Linked DNA regions of Mus musculus: all the other regions are linked to region 2. The links are chromatin contacts, called in public Hi-C and HiCAR-type maps. All regions are on one chromosome and are shown on one strand. Each heading gives the region's core, a stretch centred on a gene start, on an enhancer-like site or on the middle of the called end of the contact. The rest is flanking DNA. Distances are from core to core; before and after follow the strand shown. Region 1 has its middle 29 kb from the start of Gm36834. Region 2 overlaps Rad51b (RAD51 paralog B). Region 3 overlaps Gm36660 (a long non-coding RNA gene).

What was found. A called contact is a pair of places that touch in the nucleus more often than the background predicts. HiCAR-type assays count read pairs that join an accessible place to other places.
Region 1: a contact with region 2 is called in a Hi-C map of cerebellum, with 2.2 times the contacts expected there. The contact joins two enhancer-like sites. A contact is called at or near these places in 4 of 484 Hi-C or Micro-C datasets (the HPC-7 cell line, Sertoli cells, brain and 1 more) and 4 of 115 datasets of contacts at active chromatin or transcription factors (large pre-B cells, neural progenitor cells, oligodendrocyte precursor cells and 1 more).
Region 3: a contact with region 2 is called in a HiCAR-type map of astrocytes, with 7 times the contacts expected there. The contact joins two enhancer-like sites. A contact is called at or near these places in 2 of 484 Hi-C or Micro-C datasets (CD4 T cells and bone marrow-derived macrophages) and 7 of 115 datasets of contacts at active chromatin or transcription factors (astrocytes, craniofacial prominence, embryonic basal ganglia and 3 more).

What each region holds. Positions count from the first base shown.
Region 1 is chr12:79,989,245-79,992,437 of GRCm38.p6, forward strand. No RefSeq gene overlaps it. Among named protein-coding and RNA genes, the nearest start is that of Gm36834, 29 kb to the right of the region's middle. Within about 2 kb of position 1,752, at least 76 of the 459 cell types and tissues checked have an H3K27ac peak or open chromatin away from gene starts, as enhancers often do. A contact at or near this core is called in cerebellum and oligodendrocyte precursor cells, where this site is marked.
Region 2 is chr12:79,731,561-79,734,635 of GRCm38.p6, forward strand. The region is part of intron 8 of Rad51b (RAD51 paralog B); the gene reads left to right. Among named protein-coding and RNA genes, the nearest start is that of Gm36048, 66 kb to the right of the region's middle. Within about 2 kb of position 1,336, at least 50 of the 459 cell types and tissues checked have an H3K27ac peak or open chromatin away from gene starts, as enhancers often do. A contact at or near this core is called in astrocytes, cerebellum and oligodendrocyte precursor cells, where this site is marked.
Region 3 is chr12:80,061,541-80,064,902 of GRCm38.p6, forward strand. All of the region lies in intron 3 of Gm36660 (a long non-coding RNA gene), which reads right to left. Among named protein-coding and RNA genes, the nearest start is that of Gm36660, 23 kb to the right of the region's middle. RefSeq lists an enhancer at 1-3,362. Within about 2 kb of position 1,256, at least 191 of the 459 cell types and tissues checked have an H3K27ac peak or open chromatin away from gene starts, as enhancers often do. A contact at or near this core is called in astrocytes and oligodendrocyte precursor cells, where this site is marked.

The DNA of each region.
Region 1 (3,193 bases), core at 502-3,001, 260 kb after region 2:
AGGCTAGGGAAGAGGCTACACGGATAGAGGCTGGCCAGGTGGGCCAGTCATTTGTGGGTAGAGGACATCAGGAGGCAAATGTGGGTGCATGCGTGTGTGTGTGTGCATGCCTGTGTCTTTGTGTGTGTCTGTGTGTCTCTGTGTGTCTGTGTCTCTCTATGTGTGTCCGTGTGTGTCTCTGCGTCTCTATGTGCATGTGTCTGTGTGTCTATGTGTGTCTTTCTGTGTCTGTGAGTGTGTGTGTGTGTGTGTGTGTGTGTGTGTGTGTGCATGCCTCTGTCTGTGTGTGTGTCTGTGTGTATCTGTGTGTCTGTGTGTCTCTGTGTGTCTGTCTATCTGTGTGTCTGTGTGTGTCTCTGCGTCTCTATGTGCGTGTCTCTGTGTGTCTTTCTGTGTCTGTGAGTGTGTGTGTGTGTGATGTTGATTGTGATCTTGCTCTCCATACATGAACAGAGGCTGCATTGTTAGCAGCCTATCTCTTGGTTTCTCATTCACCCCCGGCCACTGCAGCCCGAGCAGGTTCACAGCTGCTCAGGGATACACTTTCCAACACATTTAGGACTTGGACCGAGCCCAGGTTTGAGGAACACATGGTGATGGGGGAGGAAAGGGGGCTCAAATAGACGAGGAAGGGGGAAGAAAGCGCCTTCTTTCTTTCTTCTAGGCCAATCTCCATTTTCATCATCTGATAGCAGGGACAGCAGGAGAGAGCGCTGCATGAACTGCAAACCTGTGCAGGTCGGAGAAAAGGGCAGGCCAGGGGGAGGGGGAGATGGGCAGATCTCATCCATCCTGGCAAGAGGTCCCCTCTCTCTTGCAGTTTCTCTGTTTACAGTCTCCTCCTAGCCTCAGCCCACCAGGGGCACTCTAGCCCACACCAGAAGTCACTCATGGAGTGGACTTTCAACAGCCAGGTCCAAAGATGCAGAAAGGAACCTGAGTCCCATCCTGGTTTGGTTCTCTTTGCTCCAGATGAAAGACAAACATAATCTCCCCAAGCTTCTGCTTGCTTGTGCTCTCTCTCTCTCTCTCTTTCTCTCCCTCCCTCTCTCTCTCTCTCTCCTCTCTCTCTCTCTTTCCTTCCTTCCTTCTTTCCTTTTTTCCTGAGGGAAGTCATTTCCCACTACAAGCAGGGGCCAAGTGGCACCATCATCTCTTACCCACATCTAACCCCAATCATTTATTAACCAACTAATGAATTTGTCCAAAGGCCACACATAGCCCAGGTGCTAGAGATTAGCAAGAATAGAGTATGCTGCCCTCCAGATGAATAGAGAATCCAAAGGAATGAGCCAACATCTTTAGCATCAAGAGGACACAGGCCCAGCAAAAGCAGGTCTGAGCACTCTACCCCCTGTGATCTGCTCATCTTGCTGCAGGCAGCCTCTTCTACACTGATCATCAGACGGAGCAACCTGGGCCTGTTTCTTTGTGTTTCTCATTCATCTCGGCTTGGCAATGTAGACGGTTAAAAGTGACGCACCTATCCTCCAAGAAGGCTTCAGGATGTGAGTCAGATCCTGTGGGTACCATCCCTTGGGAGACAAGAAAGCCTCTTTCTGATTCTCATGGACCTCTTTTCTCCCCTTTCTCCATGGGTGCCTGAGGATCGAGGACCATCCCATGGGAACCAGGATAAAAACAGGGAGGTTGATGTGCTGCTAAAGTTGGCCACCCCTCCTGGCCCAGCCTGCCTGGGCAGTACTGCACAGAGCTGGCCTCTATGTGGGGTTCAGAGCGTCTCCTGGCTCCCACACAGAGCCCTTTTCTCCTGTGCTCTTGCATAAAGCTCACTCACAATCTCCCATTCAGAGAGCTGGGTGATTGAAAGGAGGTGGCAGGCCAGCCGAGTAACCTTTGCGTCTGGCTGTGTAGGAGAGAGCTAGACCCCTGAAGATCCCCCAGGCCCTAAAAGGACCAGCTAGGCTTTGATTCTGCACAGACACAATTAGGAAGATACCTTGCAGCAAAGACAACTGGTCTGTGGTGCTGGCTTCCAGCCCCAATGAATTACTTGCCCTTCTTTTTTCATCCCTCTCATTCAGGAAATGTGGTAAATATTCACCCCCTCATCTCTGGGTGGACTGCAGAAAGTGGGGGTGAGACTATAGGTGTTTGGCAGCTAGATGAATTTGCCGCTGAATAAAAGGGCTTAGCCAGCGTGTTAAAACAAGCTCGGGGCTCAGTCACCACGCTAATGGAGGTTTCTGTGAAGAGGGAATGTTTCATGCTGCCTGCCCCATGGGACAGCCACAGGCTGCAGGTGCTATCAAGCAGTGAAATATAGTTAGTGTGACTCAAAAAGGCACATATCTTTCATTCTGTTTAGTTAGGTTTAAAGAGCCAAATGTGGCTAGCAACAAGTTTAATGGAAAAGGGTCCTCAAGGCTCTGTGTCCACAACTGACGCAAGTTCAAATCCTGACTCTGCAGCATGTACTTGTCACTGTGTCTGTGACTGGGATGCATGGCTTGATCTCTTGGGTCTCAGTGAATAATAACTCTAAGGAAGCATGTGGGGGCCAGGCTTATGGGCATCTGATACTTAAGCCCCTAGATTCCAAGTCCCTCCTGCCAGCACGGCCTCCATCAGGCACGGTCCCTGTAAAGTCAGTCTGGGGGTCCAGGATGCTATGCTTTCCCCAGCCTTTACTGCAAGCAGACCATCCTCGAGGCAAGCCATCTCTCTCCAGGGCATGCACAATTTGATTGGTGATTGCAGCTTAGATGCTGTAAGGTATGCTGCCCAGAGTGGGTCTTCTGTTCTATGTCCACCAGATTCATCTTCTGTGAACAAATCATGAATCTAGTCGGTGACCCTGGCAACCCCATGCCAGACAGTGCCATAGCTGACAGTGCTGTAGCTGAAGGATGTCCCCTGCCTTGATTCTCAATGAACTGATGTTCATGTGTCATCTCTTCTTCTTCTTCTTCTTCTTCTTCTTCTTCTTCTTCTTCTTCTTCTTCTTCTTCTTCTTCTTCTCCTTCTCCTTCTCCTTCTCCTTCTCCTTCTCCTTCTCCTTCTCCTTCTCCTTCTCCTTCTCCTTCTCCTTCTCCTTCTCCTTCTCCTTCTTCTCCTCCTACTACTACTACTTCTACTTCTTCCTTCTCCTTCTCCTTCTCCTTCTCCTTCTTCTCCTCCTCCTCCTACTACTTCTACTTCTTCCTTCTCCTTCTTCTCCTCCTACTACTAC
Region 2 (3,075 bases), core at 86-2,585:
TCATAATTTTGGAGATACTCGAAGCCATCCTGCCTCTGGTTTTGTTTCATGAACCTACCTTAACCCTTAAACTACGAAGAGCACAATATTTTGTTGAGCACCTACTTTGTACTTTGTGTTCTAGGTTATAAGTTGAATACCTGGAGTCTTTCACTAAGCTTCATGGGATCTTTACCAGTGGATCGATCGCATCATGTAAGAGAAGACTAGCATCATGTCCTAGTGTCAGGACAGTCTTTCAGACTTTCCTGATGACCTAATGTTCTCTGTTGGGGACATGCTGCAGAGAAGTACAGGAGATTTTTTTTTTTTTTGAAAAGCCAGAACACTTGCTAATACCTCAGACAGGGATGTACGTTGTATGATGCACTGCACGGCGCCCCAGCTTTCAGAGACCACCTCTTACCAGAAGTTTGCCAACCCCAGCTCTTAGAGAGATTCAGCCCAGCAGCCTCAGTCAGTCCTCTCATCCGACAGTAATCAAAAGTTGCTTGGTAAATCAGTGGGGCCGAAAACATTCTTGGCAGTTCAAACAGCCAGCGGTAAGAACAAGCTTTCTTTACTTGCAATGAGTTCATTATCCAAGGGCCAGAAGTGCTCAAAATCATTGATTGGCTAATTATAAGTAACTCAAGGGCCATAATGCTTCAGTCCCTCTGTGGGAATATTTATAAGTGCTCAAGTTCAGCTCAGATAAAAGAGAGGGATGCCACCCAAGAAAACTGCAGGAAAAAGCCTAGAATTAGATGGCATGGGATGTTGCCAGTCTGAAAGAGGAAGGATCAATATATCACTGAATTTTACAAACCAACCTTGGAAAACAGATTCCCTGTGTCCTTCCCAGCTTTAGGATGGGATGCAAAACTAGGGGCTTTCCCCCTTTACTCGCGGTAGTAAGTCTACCCTGTTTTCTTAGGAAGGGAAGCAGTTGCTTTAACACTCTGGCTAGATTCCCAACATGAACAGGGTGGCCCGATTAAAACAGGCCTGTGGATGCTTCTGCGTGAGGGAAGGGGTTAGCTGTAAAGCACCACGTGCTTGTGGGTGTTTAATGAATATGAGCTGATTAAATTGGCCACCCTGAATTATAACCTCATCCCTCTGGAGCTCCTCTCTGGCTCTTAGCTCAGGACCATGTTCATCAAACTTTCTGCCCAAACTTGCTAGGCAGAAATGCTTCCTCCTAAAGTTGCCTGTGTTTTCCACCCAACGTTTCTTTGTTTCAAAGATGCGCAGTAGAATGTGACCATGGGAGACCCTTCCCTTCGGATGCAGGCCCAGCTGCAGTGACGGCAGCCACACCCACAGCACTTCCCCTCAAACCTGCTGCCTCCATCTGTTTCCCCATCTCTGGACTAGTACAAAGCCAGTGTCTGTCTGGGACAGATAGTGAGCTGAGTAGCAGACAGAGGAGGCCTTGTCTAAAGAAGGAAAAACTACTGTTCTAGAAACCGGGCGACCTAGCTTTCTGGCTGGATTGTGCTAAGAGCCATCTGTGTGGTTAGGAGAGTCATTTGTTCCTTCACCCATAAAAGGCAAAGGCGAGACAAAAATCAATATTTCTCAAATTGTGGGCTCTGGGACTTGGGGTCTGCAAGTTCTATGAGATTTTTAAAATTTTTATACTCTTACCACCAAAGTTTTTTTTAATTATTATTATAAAGACAGTATAATTACAGTTGAAAGACACTGAAAAAAATAAATAAATAATAAGTTTCTTAAATTGGTGATTCTAAAACTTATGTAACATTTTCTGGAGGTTTCTCGGTATATTATGGGAATCTCAAATAGTTGTTTTTTTAAAAGGACTCCGTGAATCAATAGAATTTTCTATAAAGCAAAACATCTTCGTTTTAAGTTTTTTTTTTCTTCCCCCCACAGTACGCTTAACTCTCTCAATGCATGGGCTTCCTTTGTTTTTACAATCAAGATATTTGCTCCTTCGCCAAAACTTTCCATGAAACTGTAAAGAGTGTGTTTCTTACAAAGGCTGCTTTTCCCTTTAAGATTTGGAGCATTGGGCTGGGCTGATATAACTCAGTGGGAAAAGAACTTGCCACATAAGCATGAGGACCTGAGTTCAAACCTCTAGAGCCTGTGGAAATCTGGTACTGTAACCCTTGTCTGTAATCCTGGTGCTCCTACATGGACCTGGGAAACAAGAGCATCGCTGGGAACTCATGGGCCACTGAGCCTGGTATTTGAGACAGAGGAGAACAGAGACCCTGCCTTAAACAAGGAGGAAGACAAGGAAGGACGGATATTCAGCCCTCCGCTTGTACCATAACACACATGCAGCCTCATATACCTAAACACACACACACACACACACAGAGAGAGAGAGAGAGAGAGAGAGAGAGAGAGAGAGAGTGTCAAAGGTCAAAGGCTGGAGATATGGATCAGTGTTTAAGAACACTGGTTGCTTTGCTTTGCTAGAGGACACAGGTTCAGTTCTTAGTACCCACATGATAGCTAACAACCAATTAATATTGTATTTCTGAGGGATCAAATGCCTTCTTCCAGCCTCCTTATGTACTATATGCACATAATGCATAAACATACATGCAGAAAAAAAAAACACCCATGAAGATTTAAAAAGAATCAGAGCATCATAAGTCATTGTTAATCAACCTTATCAACTGAGACTACCTTTCTTTTATCTCTCAACCCTTATAAACCTAAGATTAAATTTAGTTGTGCATTTTAAATCATATTTTACAAAATGCATTTGTGCATACCATCCATCTATCTATTTATTTTGTGTGCACATGTGTGGGCAGGGTGCATATATGGAGCTCAGAGGACAACTTATAGGAGTTAGTCACCGAGTTCTATCATGTGGGTCTTGGGCATCAAACCCAGGTCCTCGGGCTTGGTGGCAAGAGCCTCTACTACTGAGGCATCTCACTGCCTTTATCCCTTTTGATTTTCAGTAGACATTGTCTGGTAGCATGATGTCCATTATAGAAAGGAGGATAATTTCACCATAAAAAATCACCTGGTGTTTCCTGATTCATTCTCTCCAGCAAAGCTTTCCTATTCTTGGAATGGCGAGAGAGTAGACGGGGTATCTGT
Region 3 (3,362 bases), core at 6-2,505, 330 kb after region 2:
TGTGTGCGCGCGTGCGCACGCATGTGTACATATTTTTAAAACTCCTAAATAGTGTGCTGACTTACACCACTCATGCATGCTCTTTATTATGCACCCTCAGTCTCCTTTGGAAGATGTCACACTACACTTTCAGAGACATTATAGAAGGTTTGTCTGTCAGTGCCAGGTCAAAGCCCCACAGGTTAGGGTCCCAGAGAGGATCACACCAAGAGTCCCAGTACCTCCCTCTCACTTCTATGGACGTGCTGGGACCTCACATCCCAAAGTCCTGGGACCAAGTCTCCTGGCCTTATCTTTTCTTTTCACTGAGCCTCCATGCTTGTGTCCACCATGTGGACAGCTTTTAAGCCCCTCTCACAAAGCCTGGTGCTTGAGACAAAGTTAGCCAGGTTCTGCTCTTTGTCCACATTTCAACAACTCTTCTGCCTGATATTAAAAATAGCTTTGTCTGGTCGAGTGAGATCAGGCCAGGAGACAGGCGCCTGCTGTTCTAATCTCAGCCTCACAAATAGCTCTTGATGCGCTTGAGTTTCCCTCAGCACCTTCAGGGGCTCCGACTGCAACAGGGGCCTGCTTAGTTACCTCTGAAGGTGAGATTCCTCTATGCTGCTCCTGAGGTCCACAAGAGGCCTGTGCACGTGCACACACACACACACACACACACACACACACACACACACACACACACATTCCTGTTACGGACCTTTTTGGTGCCTCAGAACTAAGCCGCCATTGAGAGCATTCACCACACTCCGGGTATCCTATATTTCCCAGGCCAGAACCTACAAAAGCGTCCCTTGAGAGTTAAACTCAAACATCTATAGTAAACAGGCTGCCCCTCCCTGTCTGCCCCCTCCTCCATTCCCCACCCCTAATTCCACCTCCCTGTCTTTCCCCCAAGCCCATCTTGTACTCTGTGAAAAACCATAGACCCTTTGGTTGCCAAGGGAACCAAGCCTTTCATTCTGTTCCAGTGACTGGCTGGTTGGGGCTGAGGGGTAGGGCAACAACTGGTGCCCAGACCTTTGGAGCACACACACCCCCTCACAATGCCCCCCTTTTTTTCAAAGGAGGAGGGGTGGATTGCACCCCAGTTGCTTTTTCACCCAAGCCCAGCTGGGTGAGACAGAGCCCTTGGGCTCTCAGGAGTTCCTTGGCTGCCACTTCGGGGGGAATCCATGCTCCCCAGGCCCTTCTCTGGCCCTGGCCCTTTCCAGAGGACAATAGCCTCCACGCAAGGGAAAATTCCATCGCCCAGGGTTCAAGTCTCCAAGGAGTTGCTGGGGCCTCTGTTTAGCCTAGAGTGGGCTCTGAGGAGCCGCTGCAGCTGTCTGGCTTGTTTCCCCCTCTTGCTGTGTTTTCTCTTTAACCCCTGAGCTGCCAAGGGGCTGTTTTACCCCAACCCCCAGACAGTGCCTGGGAACTAAGAGAGGAAAGAAATAAGGCTTTGTTCCCTGGGGGAACTAATTGGGAAAGAGCAGCAGTGTGGCCTACAGGGAGAACACTCCCACCTCTGCACATCTTCACTGAAACCAGCAAGCAGGAGCTAGGAGCAAGGGGCTACAGAAAACCAGGGCTGCTCAAGCTGCTGAGAGCCATTTTTCTCAAACTCGGAAGACGTTGGGTGGGTGTGGGGGGTGGAAAGCTGCAAAGGTCTCCATCTTCCCAGCTCAAGGCCCTAAGCCAACACCTGCTTTTCTCCCCCTGCTGTTTCTTCCAAGATCTGCACACACACAAAAAAAACAACAACTCTGGAATAAAAATAGAAACTGGGGAGACCAAGGCATCCTGTTTCAAAATACTAGATTGGTAAGTGAGAAATATCTAGCAACCCCATGTCAATGCTTAACCTCTAAAAACCAGTTTTTTGTTTAGGAATTTTACTTCATTGCACATCAGTAGCAATCAATACAAAGGTTTTCTCACAAACCAAAAGTTCTGCTATGTATCTTAAGATGGGGCGAATTCTATGTACAGATCCTTAAGGTACTGAAACATTATTCTGACCCCTATAGGAGTAGAATACATTTCTAAGCAACCATCAATGCTTCCACGTATGCAGCCAAGCCAGCCAACCATGGCCATTGATCAAGAACATTTGAGAAAAGAACTTACTCTCACACTGAGACAATAGTGCAAAGATTGTCTCCGTGCTGGGAAACACCTCCTCCCCTCTCCGGGAAGGAGAGTTCTGATCCAGATATGAAGACAGCTGGGGTCTAACACAGAACTCAGAGGTTCACCCTGGCCCTAGGAGAATACAGATTGGTGCACACAGCAGGGAAGCCCAGGCCTGTTGGGTTCCTCCTGCTCTCAGCAGCCACATCTCCGGTTCACCCTCTAGTACCCGATCCTGTTGACCCACAGCCCCACCCCCACCCTGTCCTGCAGCAGTCTAGCCTTTCTCTGTTGTGGCAAGGCTGCATTTTTCCCCCAGGAAACTATTGTGCAAAAAAAATGAAGCAACACAAAGCACAGAAGTGTACATGAGCCTTTTAGGGTTCACATCTAAACCAGAGGAATTTCTCAACAAAAGCATTGAGAGGAAGGTGAAATCAACCCGACACTCAGAACACTTGAACTGGGCTGTAGCCCCTAGTCCCAACATTTCATACTCTCTCCATGCGTGCGATCAAGCAGATGGAGCCCTGGCTCCTGACCCTCCATCCACACTCCCGTTAAGAGCTTCAGTGGCCAGAACAGACACTGAAAAAGTCTATGGGGAGTAGATTTTACTCACAGCTCTGAGATAGATCATCTCAGAGGTGGGCATGCTGCTGCATATCATAACTAAAATAAACAAAAAACAAAAAAACAAAACAAAACAAAAAACCTATCCCCACACAAACACACACAAGTGTTGACTCCGCATTGGATCATCTCCATAATTTCTTTTAGCTCTAAAGAAAGAGCTGACTGTTGAGAGACTGGCCAGGGCTAGGGTGGAGCCTAAATGTGCCATGTTCAGAGCAAAGGCTTTGACTAGTGCCAGATCCTTTTCAAGTTGAATAGCATGGAAGAAAGCTAACCGACCCACCAGAATAATAATAGCTAGCACTGATGGGGCCACAGCGCAGGAAGGCTGCTCTCTGGATTTCGTGTGTGTTCATTTATATTTCACTTCATAATAACCCTATGGGGCACTAGCATTCTATCTTATGGAAGAAAGGAAAGAAAGGAAGGAAGGTAGGCTACACATCAGGAAGTGCAAGGACAGCAACTACTGTCACCCAGAGACTGCCCCACCCAATCAGGAATCCTAGACGAAATTGCCTAGGATTTTGGCCCCACTGTCCCAAGAGAAGAAATATGCAGAGGCCCTTGTGGATGCTCAAAGACGACACATGTGATCGATCTGGCAT